2 separate regions of the Mus musculus genome follow, and region 2 is linked to region 1. The links are chromatin contacts, called in public promoter capture Hi-C maps. All regions are on one chromosome and are shown on one strand. The core of a region is the stretch at or near the end of the contact, and the rest is flanking DNA. Distances in the headings are between cores, read along the strand shown. Region 1 overlaps Pak2 (p21 (RAC1) activated kinase 2). Region 2 holds the start of Tfrc (transferrin receptor).

Region 1 (4,905 bases), core at 272-2,771:
TGTGGCTGTAATGCCAAGACTGCCTGTCACCTTTTAATGCTCTGCTCAGATAGACAGGTGACATCTCTCTCATAGCTATCTTGGTGGATATTTTAACTCTACTTGCATTCATGTATAGATATATATTTTGTCTTTTATATTTAAAAAAATTATGTGTGTGTGCTTGTGTGAGTTTTGCCTGTGTGGGGTTGCTCGAGGTAGCCAAAAGAAGACATCTGATCCACTGGAGTTGGAGTTACTAGAGGCTGTGAGTCACCTAATGTAGGTGCCAATAACTGAACTTTGTCCTCTGGAAGAAGCTATCTAGTCCCCTTGTCTTTGTTATTTAATCTTCTTGAGAATGTGTAAGCACACATTTGGAGGTCAAATGGTAACTTCATGGATAAGCCCTTGCTTTCCATGTTTTGAGCCAGGGTCTCATTTACCGCTGTGCATGCCAGGCTATCTGGCTCATGAGTTTCTGAGGAATTCTCCTGTTTCCATCTCTCTCTTCTTGTTATAGGAACACCAGGAATATGTACTACTATATCTGGCTTTACATGGGTTTTGGGGATCCAAACTAAGGCCCTGACACTAGCTTGGCGTGTTTTACCCACCAAACCATCTCTCCAGACCTATTTTTGCTTTTAAATCATCCATCCATCCATCCATCCATCTATCCATCCATCCATCCATTCAGGATGCACATGAAGGAGTATGTTAGGTCAGCAAACAACTTGAAACAGTGAATTTGCTCCTTTCTGTGTGGGTCCTGAGGATCAGACTCAGGTCATGAGGCTTGGAGACAGCTACCCTGACCATCTGAGCTCTCATCCATCTTATAAAAACTGTGGAGGACAGTGGTAGAAGATCCCTACTTTACATAAATTCTGATGTAAAAGTACGTATGTTAGAAAATCAAACAACTCCTCAGTAAACAAGGTATTGAATGGTAATTGAATCTTGATCTTTTGTGAGAAAACTTTTATCTACAATAAAAATGAGGCCAACTAAATCCACACAAAATTTAAAATAAACTTTATTTCTTCAAGTTAGCTCAAATTCTAGGACTTGGAGAAAAGCAGCTATAACCTGAGAACCGAGAGATGAGAACATTCTTACTTCCCTCTGAGTCCCGCAGCTCTTCTTTCCTTCACACTCGCTACTTGCTCTGGGGCATTACTTTGACACACATTACCTGCCACATTTCACAGGCGAGTATCAAGAAGTAAGAGACTTACCTAAAACATGACACAGATCTAATCCTAGTACCAGACCCCAAGCCTTATAAAAACCGTGGAGTATAGCAGTAGAAGATCCCTACCTTACATAAATTCTGATATTAAATTATATGTTAGAAAACCAACATTCCTCATGCTTTTCTCTATACTAATCCAGTGTGCTGGATGACTTCCGGAACTGAATTATAACTGTGACAATTAGTCAATAACTTACGTCACTTTTCTCCCCCAAGTTCACTCAGCCCAAAGGGCAAGGACTGTGCATACCTTAGACAGGACTGCCGACTGACTCATGTTGACCATGCTCTGCTCCCCAGTGAAGCCTATCCCTCCTGAATGTAGCAGTCCTTTTCTCACCCAGCCGTTCACTAGACACAGATAAAGCAGGTCACACTAACAGGGTTACCTTTGAAAAGCTTGTACTTGCCCCTCACTGCTGACTTATGGCCTTAGTCTCTTTCCCACAACGCAGCTTTTTGTGCACTGCTCCTACAGACAGTGTTAAGTGCCTAAAAAGTGCCTGGTAAGGTCCCAATAAAATTCTTTAACCTTATATTTTAGACAGGTACAATAGACACAAAAACAACTCACAGGACTGGAGATGAGGCTTAGTTGGTAAAGAGTGCCTGCTTAGTGGTAGTCAGTCCCTAGCACTGTACAAAACCAGACAAGGGGCGCATGCATCCTACCACAGAGAGGTTGGAGGCAAGAACTTCAAAGTCATTCTTGGATGCATGAAGAGTTGAACACAGGGCTGGAGAGCTGGCTCAACAGTTAAGAGCACCAATTGCTCTTCAAAAAGTCCCAGCAACCACACAGTGGCTCACAGCCATCTGTGAAGAGGGATCTGATGGCTTCTTCTGGTGTGTCTGAAGACAGCATACTGTCTGTATACATACTGTATATATAGTACAGTATACTCATATTCATAAAAATGAATGAATGAATAAATAAATAAATAAATCTTTAAGAAAAAAAATAATTGAACACAGCCTAAGATACATGAAATCCTGTCCCCAAACCAAGTCAAACACACTTCATAATAAAATGATAATATAGCCTATATTGTTTTACCACTACTCAAAAATGCTGTATGAAAAAAAAAAAAGTAAGTAGTGCCTCTCTCCAATCCTTTCACTTTTTGATACTTTTCAGTAACAAACAAGTAGGCAAAACAAAAAGTGTGCCAAAACACACTGTACTCTCTAAGAGGCCCATTGTTTAACTGTGATGAGCCTCAACACAATTCCTCAATTGTGTTCTGAAGAAGACCAGAAGTAGCTAAATACACGACAGAAATAAGGAAGTGGTGTCTGGACTCAGTCAGTCTAACTAGTGGAAATGAATTTATATTATCTACTGGGATCAGCTATGACACAGAAGTGAAAAACACATTACCAGAAAACATGGTTCATGATGCAAAATTTTACTTTATGTTTTCAGGAACTTACTAATATAACAACACTGACCAGAACTCTAACAATCTCTTTCTACACTGACACCATGGCATCCCAAACCTTACGAACCTCTGTGAGCTTAAGTACAGATGAGAACGAGCCCCGACTACCTGCAGGTGCGGCCATACACTGAGTCAGAGGCTCCCACACTGGAAAGGAAGTGTTCACCAGAGTATGCCAGTCAGAACATCAGGCCAAGATGGCAAAGCTCCAAAGCAAAGACTTGATGCAGAGAGGTGTAGGAACGCAGAGAAGACTTGTAAGGAACTCAGACAAACACAAGTTCATGGGACTGATCAAAAGATTTATGTCATGGGGCCAGGGAGATGGCTCTATGGGCAAAGATACTTTCTGCCAAGCCTGACAACCTGGTTCTTTCCATCTCCAGAAACTACATGGTGGAAGGAATGCTACACCATGTACAAATTTTCCTCTGACCTCCACACACATACATATACAAATCAAATAAATGTAAAAGCAAAAGTTTTAAAAATTTAGTATACAAACAAATGCTAGTAAATAAAACAAGATTTTAGTGAATCCAAAAACAAACTGAAAATAGATAGAGTGAGTGGGCCATTTATTACAGACCACTAATTCTCAACCTACTACATTAGGAGCCTACCTACTTTGGGAATTGAATATTTAGGACATCTGCTCATTCCAGTCAATCGTGCTCGCTCCGGTCAACTCCACTCGCCCAGTCCCTGCTCACTCCGGCCCAAAGATTTACTTATTATACATAAGTACACTGTGGCTGTCTTCTGACACACCAGAAGAGGGTGTCAGATTTCATTATGGGTGGTTATGAGCCACCATGTGGTTGCTGGGATTTGAACTCAGGACCTTTGGAAGAGCAGTCAGTGCTCTTACCCACTGAGCCATCTCACTAGTCCCAAACTTCTGTCTTTCTGCCTTCATCTTCCAAGTGCCAGGATTACAGGTATGCTTGACCATGCTACTTTTTAAGGTTTATTTTCTGTGTACAAATATTTGCCTGCATATATATGTATACGTGTGTGTGTGTGTGTGTGTGTGTGTGTGTGTGTGCACCCCATGCATGCCTAGTGCTGGTGGAAGTCGGCGGGGGTGGGGTTGTGGGGGGTTAGATTGCCTGGATCTGGAGTTACAGACAGACTGTTGTGAGCTGCCAGACGACCAGAACTGAGTAGTGACTGCTAACTTTCATCTTGTCTTTACACATTCAATGATAACTACAATGGGAACTTTCTGCATTGCATATTAAACATACTGACCAAATTAGGACACTGCCACTACATTACCTAATATGATGTATTTTATTCCTCTTCTGAGCTCTCTACTCCTGTGGGGAAGACACTAACTTTATAGATTTGCAGAGGGAGGATAGATAGAAAGGCTCCCAACATAGCTGGGGCTGAAGAATCAGCTGTGATTAACAAGATACCAGAACTACTAAAGCAAAAACTTTGCATTACTGGGACTTTTGATGCTGGTTAGCTGGAGCTAAGAAATTAGCGGTGATTAAGAAGAGACCAGCATCATTGAGGTGACATCTTCTGGGAAGTGTTTTCTGAGAGCACAGTGGCTGCGTTCCAGATATAGCCAAAGTTGTACCTTGTGCTCTGGCTGGACTTGGTAACGTGTAAGGGTCACCCAGGTGGTACTGGTTTTGAAGGCATGAAGGAGTTGAGCAGAGCAGCTGAGGCTTGGCACTGTGAGAGGCCATGGAAGGCCATTGGTGAAAGTGCAGCCTGGACTTTCCACCCTGCCTCAGCCTACAGATTGCTGGGATCACATGGGTACCACCATGTCTGGCATATCTTTTTTGCTTTATCTAAAAGTACATAGCAAGGTATTACACGGACAACAAAACCTGAAAATGTTTTTCTTTTCTTTTCTTTTCTTTTTAAAGATGTATTTATTTTTATTATATATAAGTACACTGTAGCTGTCTTCAAACACTCCAGAAGAGGGAGTCAGATCTCATTACGGATGGTCGTGAGCCACCATGTGGTTGCTGGGATTTGAACTTCGGACCTTCGGAAGAGCAGTCGGGTGCTCTTACCCACTGAGCCATCTCACCAGCCCGAAAATGTTTTTCAAATAAACAATGCTAGCCAATTTAAGCAAACTGCTACCATTCGTTGTTGTATCTTGAAAATAAAGTGAACCTTTCTGTTCAGACCCTTCCTTCAGTCACCAGGAAACTGATAACACTATGACTGATAACACTATGACTCTTTCAC
Region 2 (5,367 bases), core at 1,334-3,833, 550 kb after region 1:
AAAGCAGTCTGCGGAAGATTGACTTCTGAAAATGGGTAGTTTAAATAAAAGTTATCCAAACTATGTTTCATGTGGCCCCCACCCCCACCCTGCCCCCACCGGCATGGCCTCACTAAGTGGTTCTGGATGTCCTGGTGTCCACTATGTAGACCAGGCTCACAGAGATGGCATTAAAAGCTAACCAAGCATGTTTCATTTCAATCCTGTAAACTACTGAGCCTCCTGGAGTAGAAGAGAAAACGCTCACTTTGGTTGTCATGCTAACAAGAAATGACAATCCATGACAAAATAGGTGAATGTATAGAATAGGAGGCAAAAGAAATGGTTTCTTTTCTATTCTGTTATATACAAGCTCTGCAACAAAGGAAGACAAATTACCATTCATTTTCTTGAGGTTGCAGAGGAGGGGGAGCCTGCAAACCTCCCGGCAAAAGGGGTTAGTGGGGGAGTTAATCATATCGAGTCCACTATCACTCGATAATGCATGAAAAGAAAATTATTACCACTTCTCGGCCTTTTGGCTAAGATCAAGTGTGAAAAGAAAAATATTGGCATTCTCTTTGATGTTGACTTTATAATTTCTGTTAGTTAGTATAAAACTACTACTTGCAATTCCATAGAAACAAATAGTATTCAATTGCATTTCCTAAACCATTTATTTATTTATTTATTTATTTATTTTCACAAAGGTATCAAATTTTCACCCCAGGCTTGGTGCAGCTCAGTTAGTAGAGAGCTTGCCTACCACCCAGGATGCCCCGGGCTCCTTCTTTAGCATCCTGGGTGTAGTAGCATAGGCTTGTACTCCCAGCACTTTGGAGATGGAGACTGGAGGATTAGACCAGCCTGGGCTACATGAGATCAAGTCTCCCTCTCCCCCTCCCTCTCTCTCTCTCTCCCTTTCTTTCTTCTTATTGGATATTTTATTTATTTACATTTCAAATGTTATCCTCTTTCCCAGTTTCCCCTCCACAAACTTCCTCTCCCATCTCCCCGAGACCCAGTCTTTAAGAAAAAAAATTTTTTTTTTTTTTTTTGCCATAAGATGGCCCAGTAAATACCTATGTTTGATCCTGCACAAGATGGGAGGCAACCAACTCCCAAACATTGTCCTCTGACTTCATGAGCACCCAGGTTCATAACCACACACACACACACACACACACACACACTAAAAATAGAATAAAAAATTTAAGTGAAACAGAAAGACCTTCACTTCAAACTGCCATCATTGTTTTCATTTGTTTTTTGAGATGGAGGTTCTTGCTGTACAGCCTAAGCTGGCCTGGAAGTCACCCATCTTTCTGCTCCAAATTCTGAGCTATGGGGGTACCAAACACTGCTGTGTGCTTCTGTGCTTCTCTTACAGGGACTCAGTCTATAGCCGGAATCATTATTTCTTCTTTTTTTTTTCTTCTTCCTCTTCCTCTTCCCCTTCCTCTTCCTCTTCTCTCCCATCCCCCTCTCCCTCCTCCTCTTCCTTACCCCCTCTTCTTCCTCTTCCTCTTCCTTTTTTGTTTTTTGTTTTATTGTTTTTAGACAGGGTTTCTTTTTGTAGCCCTGGTTGTTCTGGAACTCTCTATGTAGACCAGGCTGGCCTGAACTCAAGAGATATGCCTGCTCTGCCTTTCACTGGAATTAAGGCCTGTGCCACCAAGACCTGCTTATGGTCTGAATTTCAGAGATCTCTCAATGGCTGTGTGCTCTGGCTTTATATATATTTTCTGGAGTAGTACAATTTGGACAAAGAAGGGTCTAAAGGGACCAGCAGTTAGTAAATCCCAAATACGCGTTGAATTTTAGAGCAGATAAGCCAAAGGTCAAATTCGTGGCTGGGAAGTAGATTAGTACTTTAAAAGACATTCCCAGGGTCCCTAAGGGCTCCATCTGGGAGCGCGCTATCTGTAGTCCTGTTGTGGTTTAAGATACCACTCTCTTTGTTATTTGTAAATTTACCACAGGCTGGGCAGTAAAGTACAGATAGGAAGAAAAGAGTGTGAACGTTTGCAGTTTTAACAGAACTCCTTTTATTTGCTATGCATTGCAACAACCCTCTAAAAGCAATAATGGCGATAAACATGCAAGTTAATCTACAACTTTATCACCCTAGTAAATCATTGGTTCCTATTTCCCTTCCATAGGCTGAACATAGTGAGCACTGGTAGCTCTTTGCTTGGCTTAAGCGCTGCTTGTTAAAATCTAAAAAAAAAAAAAAAAAAGATTTGCAGTTTTGCTTTAAAGTTTTTCCTTTAAAGCATCTCTGAGCTGCAAAAACTCGTCTTTAGGATATGGTTTTGGCGGAGACCTAAGCCTGCAAGTAGGAATATTTTAAAGAGTAAAGGCTGATACTTTCGAACTTGCACCGCAGGGTTGGGTGTCGGTCAAGGTTAGGCGGAGGGCGACAGGCCAACTCCAAAGACACGGCGGGGGAGGGGTGCGGTGGAGAAAGCGAGCCGCAGCCAATCGCACGCGCTCTCCCGACACCTGCCGCCTTGGCGCCTTTTCTAGGCTACTCCGCGCACGCACTGGCTGCGCGCGCAGTTCGCCTCCAGCGGTCTTGGGGGAGCACCTCGGTAGGTGTACGTGCGGAAGGAAGTGACGTAGATCCAGAGGGCCGGCCGGGGGGTGGGGCCGAGCTATAAGCTTTGGGTGGGAGGCAGCGCTGCCTTCAGAAGGCGTGCGGAGCGCGGGCTGCTGCATTGCGGACTGTAGAGGCGCTTCCTAGTGAGTGACTCCCTTGTCAGCGGCACGGCCCATCGTGGTCCTCGCGTGGCGGGCGGACCAGAGCGAGACGCCAGGGCCTGGGTGGTGCGGGCGGGGAGGCGGAGGGGTGTCGCGGAGTCCGGGGCTGAGGAGCGCGGGTTGCAGGTGCAGCGCGGTGGGTGTGGGGAGCCGCTGTACCCTGCGCCCCTCGGGTCCTCCGGGCCTTCGCAGGCCAGTGCTAGGCCGCGGGTTCGAGAGTCACCACGCTGAGGCGCAGGCTTGTTCCGCCGGGAGCACGTGGTGGCGGCTGGAGGAAGTCGCCCCAGGGAACGGCTGTCGGGGTACGTGGGTGACCTTGGGGCCCCTCGCAGGAGGGCGTCACAGCTGAAAAGGACAAAGCTGTTTTCTATTCGGTTACTAGTGTCACGGACATTTAGAGGGGCGGGGGGAGCTTCCAATAACTGCACGTTGGAACTTCGGCACCACCTGGTCGGTTTTTTTGCCAGTCTCTCCCTCTTGGCCCAGCGTGTGGAATCTCATTTTTCTAGGGCAGAATAGGTCTGAACGCTGCAGGTAATACTAAGAACGTCTCTAGCATCTCCTAAGATGGGAGAACGTAGAAATACGACCTCTTTGTACGAGCTCTTTTAGAACTAGCTGTAGAGAACCAGCGTGCACCCTGGTGTTGGACAGCTCTCTAAAATGGTGTTTGAGGGTAAGAAAACTGCATTTGCAAATTTTTCAGTTAGCACACTTTGTCCCGAGCGTAAAATGAAATGATCTCCTTATACTTAGGCAGAAGACTGGACTGGATTGCTGTTCAGTTTCTGTGCTATTTTTTTAAAATAGGATTTAAGTGGGAAATAGTTGTGTTACAGAAATTCTCGGCTATTCTGTGCTATTTTTTTTTAAATAGGATTTAAGTGGGAAATAGTTGTGTTACAGAAATTCTCGGCTACCTGATACTTTTATTCTAAGATTAGATGAGTTGGCTCTGAGCTGTGAAATATGACCTCTTTGACAAAGACATTTAAGCTGATTCAGGATGTTATCTACAAAGAAAACGGGATTTAGCTTGTGTGGGTCCACTTGCATTTATTTTCTGTTAAGGATTATAATAAACTGCTTTATACAGGAATCCAATATCAGCTGTTTTTTATATAGAGAGCATAATACTTTTTACTTTGAGAGAGGATGTTGTCAAGGAATGGTGGCTGTGAACCTGGCCTGTGTTGACTGGTTAGATCTGTCTGCCTAACCCCACCCTAAGGCTAAGTAGTTATATGCTTGTGGCAATGTGCTTATTTATAATAGGGCAAGATTATGGGCTAAATTTGGGTTAGACAACAATGAAAGTTAATTAAACGACCCTCAGGCCTTGGGTCTACTATGTGTAAGTGATTTCCTTCTCTCCCAGATGAGTGCTATACAAAATAAACTTCAGTGACCTCAAGTGGTTTTGACCTTTTGGTTGCTATTCAGAAAACTATGGAAATGAAAACCTGCTACCTATTTCCTATTGCCTTTTCAATTTCCCAAAGAAGGTCTCCCCTATGAATCCATGGGTAGCCTTGAACTCAGATCCACCTGCTTCTGTTTGGAGAGTGATAAGATTAAAGGCAAGTGCCACCACACCCAGCAAAGTAGGCTCTTAAAACTAAAACCTTTGCAGTCGGGCATGGTGCCACACACCTTTGGTCCCAGCACTGGGGGGTAAGGCAGAGGCAGGTGGATCACTGAGTTTGAGGTCAGCTAGTGCTGAAGAGTAAGAGCCTGTCTTTAAAACATCTCAACAGCTGGGCAGTCGTGGTCCATTCCTTTAATCCCAGCACTTGGGAGGCAGAGGCAAGTGGATTTTTGAGTTCGAGGCCAGCCTGGTCTACAGAGTGAGTTCCAGGACAGCCAGGGATACACAGAGAAACCCTGTCTCAAAAAACCAAAATATAAATAAATAAATAAAGATTGGGAGAGAAGTCAAGGATCTCATAGGTGGTCAGGGAGCTACAACTGCAGTAGTAAAGAAGTAGGACTTAAAAGAACAGGGCCGGCACTAATTTTGAGGATCTAGATCGGGCCCTCAATTAAGGAACTTCCTTTTGTGTGAACTCAGAATTTGAAATGAAATGTGCTTGTCAGAACCATTGCATGGCTTATTTTTTAATGAAAAGTCTGGCTAGTATCTGCTTATCTTCCAGCTTCCAGCTCAAAGTTAAGGTCATAGATCAAAAGAACTATGTCTTTATCTTAGTTGTATCTTAATTTTTATTAGAATTGAATGGTTTTCCTAATGTTTGGTAACATCAAAGGTGTGTAAGTAAAAGTGAGAAATCAAGATTAACTTTCTCTTGGCAAAGATTGTTGACATTGGTGACATCTTGGACCAAATGAGAATTGTTTTACTTTTAAATGTCCCATCAACAGCTCTCAGTTAGGCTGTTCTATCTGGTTTGTCTTGCCATGCTTGCAGAGTATAGATTTGACAATTTGAAAATTCAAAAAGCTATATAAATAGGTATGTTGCTATATGTAAGATTTTAAATGAGTCAGTTAAGACTTAAAGAATAACTGGGTTTATTTTATCTTGTCAGGTTATCACTGTGTAGACCAGGTTGACCTTGAAAACAAATTCTCTGCTTCCCAAGTGCTGGGATTAAAGGCGTGTGT

What was found. Promoter capture Hi-C pulls out the DNA fragments that hold promoters and counts their contacts.
Region 2: a contact with region 1 is called in a promoter capture Hi-C map of liver, with 3 times the contacts expected there. The contact joins the promoter of Tfrc here to the enhancer-like site in region 1. A contact is called at or near these places in 10 of 39 promoter capture datasets (the C10 cell line, cranial neural crest, frontonasal cranial neural crest and 6 more), 1 of 15 datasets of contacts at CTCF or cohesin (the NIH/3T3 cell line), 1 of 484 Hi-C or Micro-C datasets (nephron progenitors), 4 of 115 datasets of contacts at active chromatin or transcription factors (embryonic stem cells, large pre-B cells, memory CD8 T cells and 1 more) and 1 of 9 other capture datasets (adipose tissue).

Annotation. Positions count from the first base shown.
Region 1 is chr16:32,057,495-32,062,399 of GRCm38.p6, forward strand. All of the region lies in intron 1 of Pak2 (p21 (RAC1) activated kinase 2), which reads right to left. Among named protein-coding and RNA genes, the nearest start is that of Gm26419, 6.0 kb to the right of the region's middle. Within about 2 kb of position 1,522, at least 109 of the 459 cell types and tissues checked have an H3K27ac peak or open chromatin away from gene starts, as enhancers often do. A contact at or near this core is called in adipose tissue, liver, memory CD8 T cells and 1 more, where this site is marked.
Region 2 is chr16:32,606,313-32,611,679 of GRCm38.p6, forward strand. It overlaps Tfrc (transferrin receptor), which reads left to right and starts at 2,584. Exons shown (of 19, transcript NM_011638.4): 1 at 2,584-2,724.